Linked DNA regions of Ovis aries: region 2 is linked to region 1. The links are chromatin contacts, called in public Hi-C maps. All regions are on one chromosome and are shown on one strand. The core of a region is the stretch at or near the end of the contact, and the rest is flanking DNA. Distances in the headings are between cores, read along the strand shown.

What was found. A called contact is a pair of places that touch in the nucleus more often than the background predicts.
Region 2: a contact with region 1 is called in a Hi-C map of liver, with 2.0 times the contacts expected there. The contact joins the promoter of LAT here to the enhancer-like site in region 1. A contact is called at or near these places in 2 of 16 Hi-C or Micro-C datasets (hypothalamus and liver).

Annotation. Positions count from the first base shown.
Region 1 is chr24:26,296,947-26,301,293 of ARS-UI_Ramb_v3.0, forward strand. The region is part of intron 1 of SBK1 (SH3 domain binding kinase 1); the gene reads left to right. Among named protein-coding and RNA genes, the nearest start is that of SBK1, 13 kb to the left of the region's middle. Within about 2 kb of position 2,340, at least 8 of the 54 cell types and tissues checked have an H3K27ac peak or open chromatin away from gene starts, as enhancers often do. A contact at or near this core is called in hypothalamus and liver, where this site is marked.
Region 2 is chr24:26,378,283-26,382,666 of ARS-UI_Ramb_v3.0, forward strand. LAT (linker for activation of T cells) reads right to left here and starts at 2,030. Exons shown (of 11, transcript XM_042239999.2): 1 at 1,981-2,030; 2 at 1,396-1,423; 3 at 1,235-1,269; 4 at 909-978; 5 at 724-788; 6 at 455-632; 7 at 284-384. The coding sequence starts at 1,250. SPNS1 (SPNS lysolipid transporter 1, lysophospholipid) reads right to left here. Exons shown (of 12, transcript XM_042239995.2): 10 at 3,881-3,979; 11 at 3,198-3,369; 12 at 2,578-2,918. The coding sequence ends at 2,824.

The sequences.
Region 1 (4,347 bases), core at 1,090-3,589:
CCATCTGTCAAAACCCATAGGCTGTACGACAGAGGGAGCCCTCATGTAAACTATGGATTTTAGTTAATATTAGTTTATCAGCACTGGTTCATCAATTGTAACAAGCTCACCACACTAATGCAAAATGCTGATAATCAGGGAAAATGCAGAGGGGGGAGGTATGCATGAAAAGTCTCTGTACTTCGTGTTCAGTTGTTCTATAAAACTAAAACAGAAAATCTATCATAAAAGGGAAAAGGGGGGAAAGAAATCATAGTATCCCACAGAAAGTTGTGTTTCCACACTATGTAAATACTACCAATCTTTTTTTTTTTTTCTTTCCCTTTTGGCTGTGCGGCAAAGTTCCCCAACCAGGGATTGAACCCACGCTCCCTGTAGTGGAAGCACGGAGCCCTAACCACTGGGCAACTAGGAAAGTCCCCAACACTATCAATCGTTTTTTTAAAAAATTTTATTTATTTATATATTTTTGACTGTACCGGGTCTTCGTTGCCGCACGAGGGCTTTCTCTAGTCATGGCAAGTGTGGGCTACTCTCTAGATGCCATAGTGAGATGCAGCCTTCTCACTATGGTGGCTTCTCTGATTGCGGTGCACAGGCTTTAGGGCACGGTCTAAAGGAGGTCTAAACTAGAGGAGGGTGCAGTCGTTGTGGCACATGGCCTTTATAGCCCCGCGGTACGCAGGATCTTCCCGGACCAAGAATCGAACCCATGTCCTCTGCATTTGCAGGTGGATTCTTAACCACTGGACCACCAAGGAAGTCCTGCCAACACTACCAATCTTATCAATACTATGATGCAACTGTTCCTGGAGGGTGGGAGACAGGAAGTGGTCCATGTTCATCTTCCAGCATGAGAAGTGGAGATGAAAAGCATAACCTAAAACATGCTACGCAGGAAACATAGGAATGAAAATTACTAATACTCAGCTAAAAGGATGGAAATGATTGTCCCAAAGCAGTGGGAAATGGGAGTGGGAGGTGCCCGTGTTTCTTGATAGAAATGGATGGAGACGTGTGGTAGAGGGGAGTCCTGAAGAGTCCAGGGCCCAAAGGAGGGGTTGGCCTCGGGAGAAGGGCCTCCCCACCCTCACTGAAGCTGCTGGAAGAAGTGAGAGTGAGGGGCTGGGTGGCTTTGTGCTTTGATAAAAGGAGCCAATGAAACTGCATCCGGTCCACCTGTATTCTCAGTGAAATGGGAACCGTGGTTTGAGAAGTGAGGAGAAGGTGGGAGGACCTTGCCGCTCAGAGGAGGGTGCAGAGGCCAACAGCACCAGCACCCCTGGGCGGCTGGTTAGACATGCAGCTCAGGCCTCACCAAGATTCCTAGGAGAGGTGCAAGCAAATTAAAATTTGAGAAGGCCTGGTCAGAGAGAGTGGGGAAGGGCCATGGCAGGCATACTGGGGTTGTGGGGGGCAGCGAGTGCCCCTTGAAGACCATGAAGGGAAACTCTCTACTTGGTGGGGGACCCTCGGACCAGTGCTGGCTTGTATGGTGCAGGCAGAAAGCAGGTGATGGTTGGGGTTTTGCCAGGCAGGTTCTCCAACAGGAGAGCTGGACACAGCGGGGTGGAGATGAAGGTGCCAGGGAGCAGCCATGGTGATGGTGTGCAGAGCCCAAGCAGGGCACGGTGGACCATCATGGCAGAAGGGGGCTGATGGGCAGTGAGAAAGGGATGGGGCCCGCGGACTGGTGGCCTCGATGGGGTCAAAAAACTGTTGCTTATAGGTACCAGATGAAGAGAATGGAAGGGAAACACAGAGGGAGGTGATCAAAACAGAATCCCAGAGCGGGTGGGGTGTGGGGTAATTATATGGTCTGGGATGTGAGCCTCAGAGGTGGAAGGGAGCAGAGAGGGTTAAAGGTGTCAGGAAAGGCCAGAGAACCAAAAGGCTGAGATCTCCACCCTCCACCTGAGGTTTAAACTCCTAAGGTCTAGTGATGGTGAGAAAAGAGGCTGATTCCTTTGCTCTGGGCGTGGCCGTGCATCAGGACTTCTGAAAGCTCCCGGCCAGACTAGAATGTGCAGCAGAGTTTGAGAACCACAGGTATAGACAAGGATACCCAGGTTCTGACAGAGAGAAAGAGACACAGGGGAGTAACCGGAAGGCTCCCTGGGGCTGGCATCGCTGATGGAGCCTGACCAGGGGGAAAGGGGAAGCCGGGTAGGGGCCGCTTGTGGCAGGTGAGAAGGTGGAGATGTTGCGGTCTTCCCGCTGGAAAACTGAATGTGTGTGCGCCCTCGTGCGTGCGTGCAGGCTTGTGAGACAGACAGAGACCCAGAGACAGCGAGTCCGGCGGCCGGCGAGCCCCTCTTCTGTCCCGCACTGCGGTGAGTTGGCCACTAGAGGGAGCGCCGCGCCCGCACATGCAGGGACGGCACCGCTCGTTCCGTCCGTCTGTCCGTGCTGCTTCGGTCTTTTTCTGACAGAGTTTATGTCCAAGCTCAGATTCTGCAGGTAGATACCCCTGGGTTTAACTCCAGATCCCGCTACTTTTAGGCTGCGTGACCTTAGCCAGTTACCCGACCGCTCTGTGACCCAGTTTCGTCCTCCGTACAGCTGTAACTCTGACCTGAGACAGTTCAGAGGATGAATGAGGTCAGGCGTGTGAAGCGCTGCGCCACACTGGGCGATGGCTAACCCGATCTGACAGTGCCAGAGGTTCTGCCACCGCCTCTGTCTCTCTCTGCTTCTCCTGCAGCCCCTCAGCCCAGCCCTGCCCAGCCTAGATCCAGGGGAAGAAACAGAGGTCAGCTTCTGGAATGTTCCAGAGCAGAGGCAGAGTTAAGGGCGGCCTGTAAGGCAGGAACAAGCCTGGGTGCCTCCCGTTCCTGTTAGTCTTGCTGGTTCTCTTTGTTTGGGAGCAGACTTCACCCTGTGGCTCATTCCTGGCCATGGTCTTCTCCTTCTGACCCCAGGCCTTCTCCTGCTCCTCCAGGCAGCCAGGGGACCAGCAGTTGCCTTTGCCTGGCAGCCATATCATCCTTGAGAAATGTCACCGTCTGGTGCCCCCACCAAGGGCTCAGAAGGGGTGCTCCATCCTAACTGCCCCAGTCCTTCCAGGATCCTGCCCAGACCAGCCAAGAGCTGGCCTACGAGGCCACACCTCGGGGAGAAGTGTCTTCGTGTATCTGTATTCCCAGGCTGGCCGAGGCCGCTGGTATGGAGGTCGCGATGTGTAGAAGACCCACAGAAGCAGCCCCCCTTGTCTTATCCTTGGTCCCTCAGAGGGGGTCTAGCCTTCCTGACTTTTTTTAATCAATGGTTTGCTAACATTTTACAAATCAGATCCAGGTTTCTAACTTCTCCTGGAAAATTAGAAGCTCTGAAATCCTGAGTTCACATTCCCATGTGACAGCAATGGCCCCAGGGGAGGGGAGGCCACCACTCAGATGGGCTAGGGCTCTCCCGCTCACCACTGTCCGCCACCCAGGTCATGCACCCCATTCACAGTCCCTCCCTGGGGACTCAGTGTCTCAGTCTGACTCCATGAAAGGAGAACTGTGCCCGAGAGGCTTCATGTACCTTGTCCATGTTGCAGCCACTGGCCCCAGGCAGGCAGAAATGCAGAGGGAGAGGGGTAGGGTCCCAGAATTGAGAGCAGACCTTCAGGGGCAAGGAATCCAGGGTCCAGAGAGCTGCTTGGTGTCCTCGGCTGTTGGTGGAATTTCACGGTCCAGAGGCTGAAGGCAAATAACACACATACACACACTCCACCCCACTGTCCAGTCAGCAGATCCTGTCACTTCTCATCACTTCTGTTCCTACTACCTGGTCCCTTGCTATCTTGTTTCACTTCGCTGGGTACTGGAGCCTGCTCACTTCCCTTCTTGCGCCGCCAGAGGGAGCCTGTTAAAACCTATAATCCACCTTCTCCCTCCTCTGCTCAAAACCCTCCAAGGACTGCCACTGCTCTCAGAGTCAAAGGCAAAGGCTTACTGTGGCCCTGGATGAACTGTCCCCATCACCTCTCATCTCCTCCCAGGCTCCATCAGCCTCGTTGTTCCTGAGCATCCCCAAGCATACACTCTGGCCTCAGGGCCTTTGCACTGGCTCTTCCCTCTGCCTGCCTGCCCTCATTTCAGCATGGCTCCCTTCCTCCCTCACCTCCTTCAAGTTTCTGCTCAAAAGGAACCTTCTCTGTGAAGACCTCCCGGCTTTATGTCTTCCCTCCATAAATCCTGTGAAGTCCTTTCTTCACATACCCTGTTTGTTGTCTTTTCCCCTCACTACAATGGATGAGGGCAGTGATTTTTCTGTTTTGTTCACTGCAAATGTTGCCTGGTACATAGGAGGCACTTGATAATATTTAGTAATTGAATGGATGAATGAACAAATATGTGA
Region 2 (4,384 bases), core at 780-3,279, 81 kb after region 1:
GAATATTCAGAGATGAAGAAAGAGCTTTTGGACAAGAAAGACAAAAGCTCGGAGCCCAAAGAAGAATAGAGTCAAGGAAATCTTGCAGACAAAAAGGCAAACGATCAAGAGGGAAGAGGAGAGAAAAGAAAAGAAGATCGGAGCCGGAAGTCCCCTAGCTGAAGGACAGGAGGGCTAGAAAGAGAGAAGCGAGAAGATGGAGGGGCGCAAGGATCCAGGAGGAGAGGGAAGACCGAGGAGCCGCAGCACGGAGGGGCAGGGAGTGGTCAGACGGCCGACTCACTGGAGAAGGCGCTGTCTCGGAGGCCGGGTTTGCTGGGCGCAGGAGCCTGTGAGACGGCGTTGCCAGTGCTGGTGGCCGGGTCCCTGTCAGGAAGCACCACCCTGCGGGAGTCAAGGGTCAGGTGAGCGAGGAGCCCTGGCCTCGGCCCCCACCTCCCACCTGGCCACTCACAAGTAGCCCTCATTGTTATAGTCTTCGTCATAGTCATCTTCATCCGCATCCTCACAGGCTGCCTCTGGGGGTAACGACACAGGGTCAGCGGAGCCCAGGACGGGTCTCAGCCGCCTCCCAGCCGGGGCCACAGGGGTCCCAGTCACACCCTCGTTCTCGTAGCTGGCCACGCTGTTGGCTGCAGAGAGAACGCAAGAGGGAGACTGAGTCAGCTCGGAGGGGGCCTTTACCCAGTGGTCCCAGCCCTGTGGGTCCCGCTCCAGGCTTACCGCTATCTGAGTCCTGCCGGGACGACGCCATACGGTGGGAGCCTCCGAGGGGCTGCGGGGACCTTCTGGGCGTCAAAGGTCAGAGGTCATACTAGGGTGGGGCTCTAGGGGGAGAGGGCTTGCAACAGGGCAAGAGGCCCCCAATCCAAGGAGGTGAGGGGTTAAAGAGGGGATTTGGTACTTACGGGATGGGGAGCAGGTCTGGCTGGCTCGGGAGCGGGTAGGGAGTGGTCGATGGTCGTGGGACGAGTGTGGCTGAGGACACAGGACCAAGCTGAAGGAATGACTCCACACCTCACACCCCTACCCTGGACAAGGCCTCGAAAGGCAGACTGACCCCTGCCACCCCCAGGGCCCTGGAGAGTCCTGGGCGGGCAGACACGATCTCCCTCCCCACCCCCAGCTCAGGCCATGTGGGCGGCCACAGCGGGGAAATGAACAAAAGCACACGCTCTCCCAGGCCAGGGGACCCTCTCCCCGCACCCAAGGGAGGGGACACTCATGTACTCACGAGGCAGTTTGATCATGATGCTACTTGGGGTCAAACTGGCAGGAGAGACAGAGCTCAGGTCAGCAGCTGGGAGAGGCCCTGGACCCCACCCCAGGCCCCCAGGGGCCCAGCCCCACACGGGGCATTGAGGGAGTCGAACGGGGTCGACAAGGCAGACTCACCTATCGGAGACGGCAGTGTCGTATGAGCCTGGGGAAGAGAGGGCCCGTGAGGCAGGAAAAGAGGGTGACGAGGGCAGAGGGTGATGGAGTATGGGGCTCTCAGCGTCTCCGCGTGCAAGAAAGAGTTACAGACAGTTAAAGGGAAGGAAGAGGTCAGAGAATGGAGTGAGGATCCCTAGCAGTGTGTCTGGGCATCTGGTCAACCCACTGGCACCCACTCACCTGGCAGCTCCCGGCAACGGACACACAGAGCCATCAGCAACACGGCCAAGAGAGGCAGCAGCAGGGGCCCCAGCACGTAGACAGGCAGGCTGACCGCCTCCATCTGCTTGGACCAGGCCCAGCTGCTCGCTGCACACCCCTCCACACAGAGAAGCAGCGGGCAAGGGCCAGGCCGGGAAGGGTACCGGCGGCCGGCTGAGAGCCTGAAGGCAGGGGTTCCTCTGGATCCCCTCCCCTCGCTGGGCTGAGCGGGTGTCAGCGCTGGCTCTGGAAGACCCTGGACCCCAGGGTGGTCAGGCCAGGGTCTGGGCTGGAGTCTGGGGCACCAGCCACCCCTACACAGACCCTGTGCCCCAGCCCTACCTGCCCCTCGCTCCGCGCCCGCCTCTCCTCAGCGCCTGCCTGCCTGTGGCAGGAAGCTGTGGTGAGCGCCGGGTGAGGGCAGGAAATCATCGGGGCTCAGCCAGCTGCACCCGCCCCCTTCCCACCCCCACTCAGCCAGTGAGGAGGGGGAGGAGGCCACCTCAGGAGCCACCCTGGGCCCTCCAGAAGGGTCAGCTGGTCTCCCTGGCAAGGGGCAACTCATAGCGGGGGTGAGGAGGGAAAGATGCTTCCAGGCCAGTCAGTGGCCGCGGCCTCCACAGCTGTGGCTCACGGAGGCAGCAAAGAGAGGCTCCGACACCGGGAATTCTGAGGGGCCCCTGGGTGTGCCCACCCCCACCTCGCCCTGGCTGGCCTGCGGAGGGCGGGCTCTAGGGGAGACACGGGCATGACTCACGGTCACACAAAGCCAGCTCACTCCACCCCAATGCTCACCGGCCCAGAAGGACAGGGCTTTGCCCCAGGGCCCACGGGGGTCACCCGACAGCCGCTGGGACCCTGGGGGTAGAGAGGGGGCATCCCCCACCATCCAGAGATCAGAGGTCCCTAACCCAGAGAGACTCCAGCAGGCACTTGGGGTTCTGGCTACAAATTTTATTCAGTTACAAATAGCACCGAGCCCCCAGGGCTGCTCCAGGGGCAGGGGCTCCCCCGTCCCGAGCCCCCAGTGTCCCCACTTGGCTACCCATGTAGTGTGTGGGAGCTGGAACACGGCCCAAGGCCCCTCCCGGAAAACGGGCTAGCCGAGGAGTTGGGGCCTGGGCACCTCCTGGGGTGGGCCCAGGGCCAGCTGTGATAGGTCTGCAGATAGCAAGCGGTGATCCCTCAGATAAGCACACTGGACACAGGGACCCGGGTGGAGCGTCCTCGCTGGGGCACCACAATCCGGTCATCGGTGGGCCCGGTTTCAGGCAACAGACCTGCCAGGGAAGAGAATCAGAGCCAGGGCTGGATGGACAGACAGACACAGGCCCAGGAAGGGGACGAACAAGCAGTGGCAAATGGACAGGGCAGCATTGATGGGCACACAGCAGGGCATGAGCTCATGGGTCAGGCAGCCCTGAAGCCGAGGAAGGGGAGGGCTGAGGACTGAGAGAGGCCAGGTACACAGGGCTGGGCGGGCAGACAGACAGACAAGCAGGCAGCATCATGAAGCTAGACAGGGAACTGTGGACTGACAGAGGGGAGGCCCGACCGACCCTGCACGTGCAGCTGAGCCTGCCGGCGGTCGCTCTCGATGAAGATGGCGGTGCCCAGGAAGGCCGCGCCCCCGAGTGCCCCCACGAAGGCGCAGAGCATGAGTGAGAACTGCAGGGCCCGGAACTCGGACAAGAAGGAGGGGGGCCAGTCCCGGCGCAGGCGGTCAGAGATCTGCAGGGAGACAGGGAAAGAAAAGTCAAGAGAGGGATTTCCCTGGCGGTCCAGTAGCTAAGACTTGGCCTTCCAGCGCAGGGGGCGCGGGTTTGACCCCTGGTCGGGGAGCTAAGATCCCGCATGCCTCACAGCCAACAAACCAAAACATAAAACAGAAGCAATACTGTAACAAATTCAACAAAGACTTAGCAGAATTTTTCATCAAAAAAATCTTAAAAAAAAAAAAAAAAAAAGAAGGAAAAGAAAAGTCAGAAGAAGGCATGGAAAGGAAACCCCCAAACTCCAGAAGAACGAAGAAGACTTAAGCCAGGACCTCACCGGTGGAAATCTACCAAGACAAAATCCTGCCGGCCGAGCTGAGGCTTTGAGGTGAGGGGTGCGTGGCACAGGGACTCGGATGCCTCACTTGGACTGGACCCTCTAATTCGGCCGCTGGTGACTGGCTGGTGCCAGGAACGTAGGGTCCCCCTGAAGCCCAGCCCAGGCCTGGCCAAGAGGTCCTGCTCACCGAACCAATGAGATACGGGCTCCCAGCATCACCTAGCAGGTGGGACAGTACAATCTGGAAGGCTTCAGCAGTGGAGCGTCGTGTGGGGATCACCACATACTGGTGGGAGAGAGGAACAGGAGGCAGAGGGTAAGGAGAGGAGCAAGGCACACCCTAGGCTGACATCAGGGGAACCACAGCTCAGAGGTGTGGCTGGGATGAAGGGCAGGGCAGGCCCAAACTACAGGCCCACTTGGGGCTGGAAGTCAGTCTCAGGGCTAGGTTCTGAAAAAGGGATGACCACTACAATTCAAGACAAGTGAGGTTCCCTATGGGGCTTCCCAGGTGGTGCTAGTGGTAAAGAACCCGCCTTCCAGTGCAGGAGACATAAGAGACGTGAGTTCAATCCCTGAGTCAGGAAGATCCCCTGGAGGAGGGCCTGGCAACCCACTCCAGTATTCTTGCCTGGAGAATCCCATGGACGGGGGAGCCTGGAGGGGTACAGTGTCGATAGGGTCGCAAAGA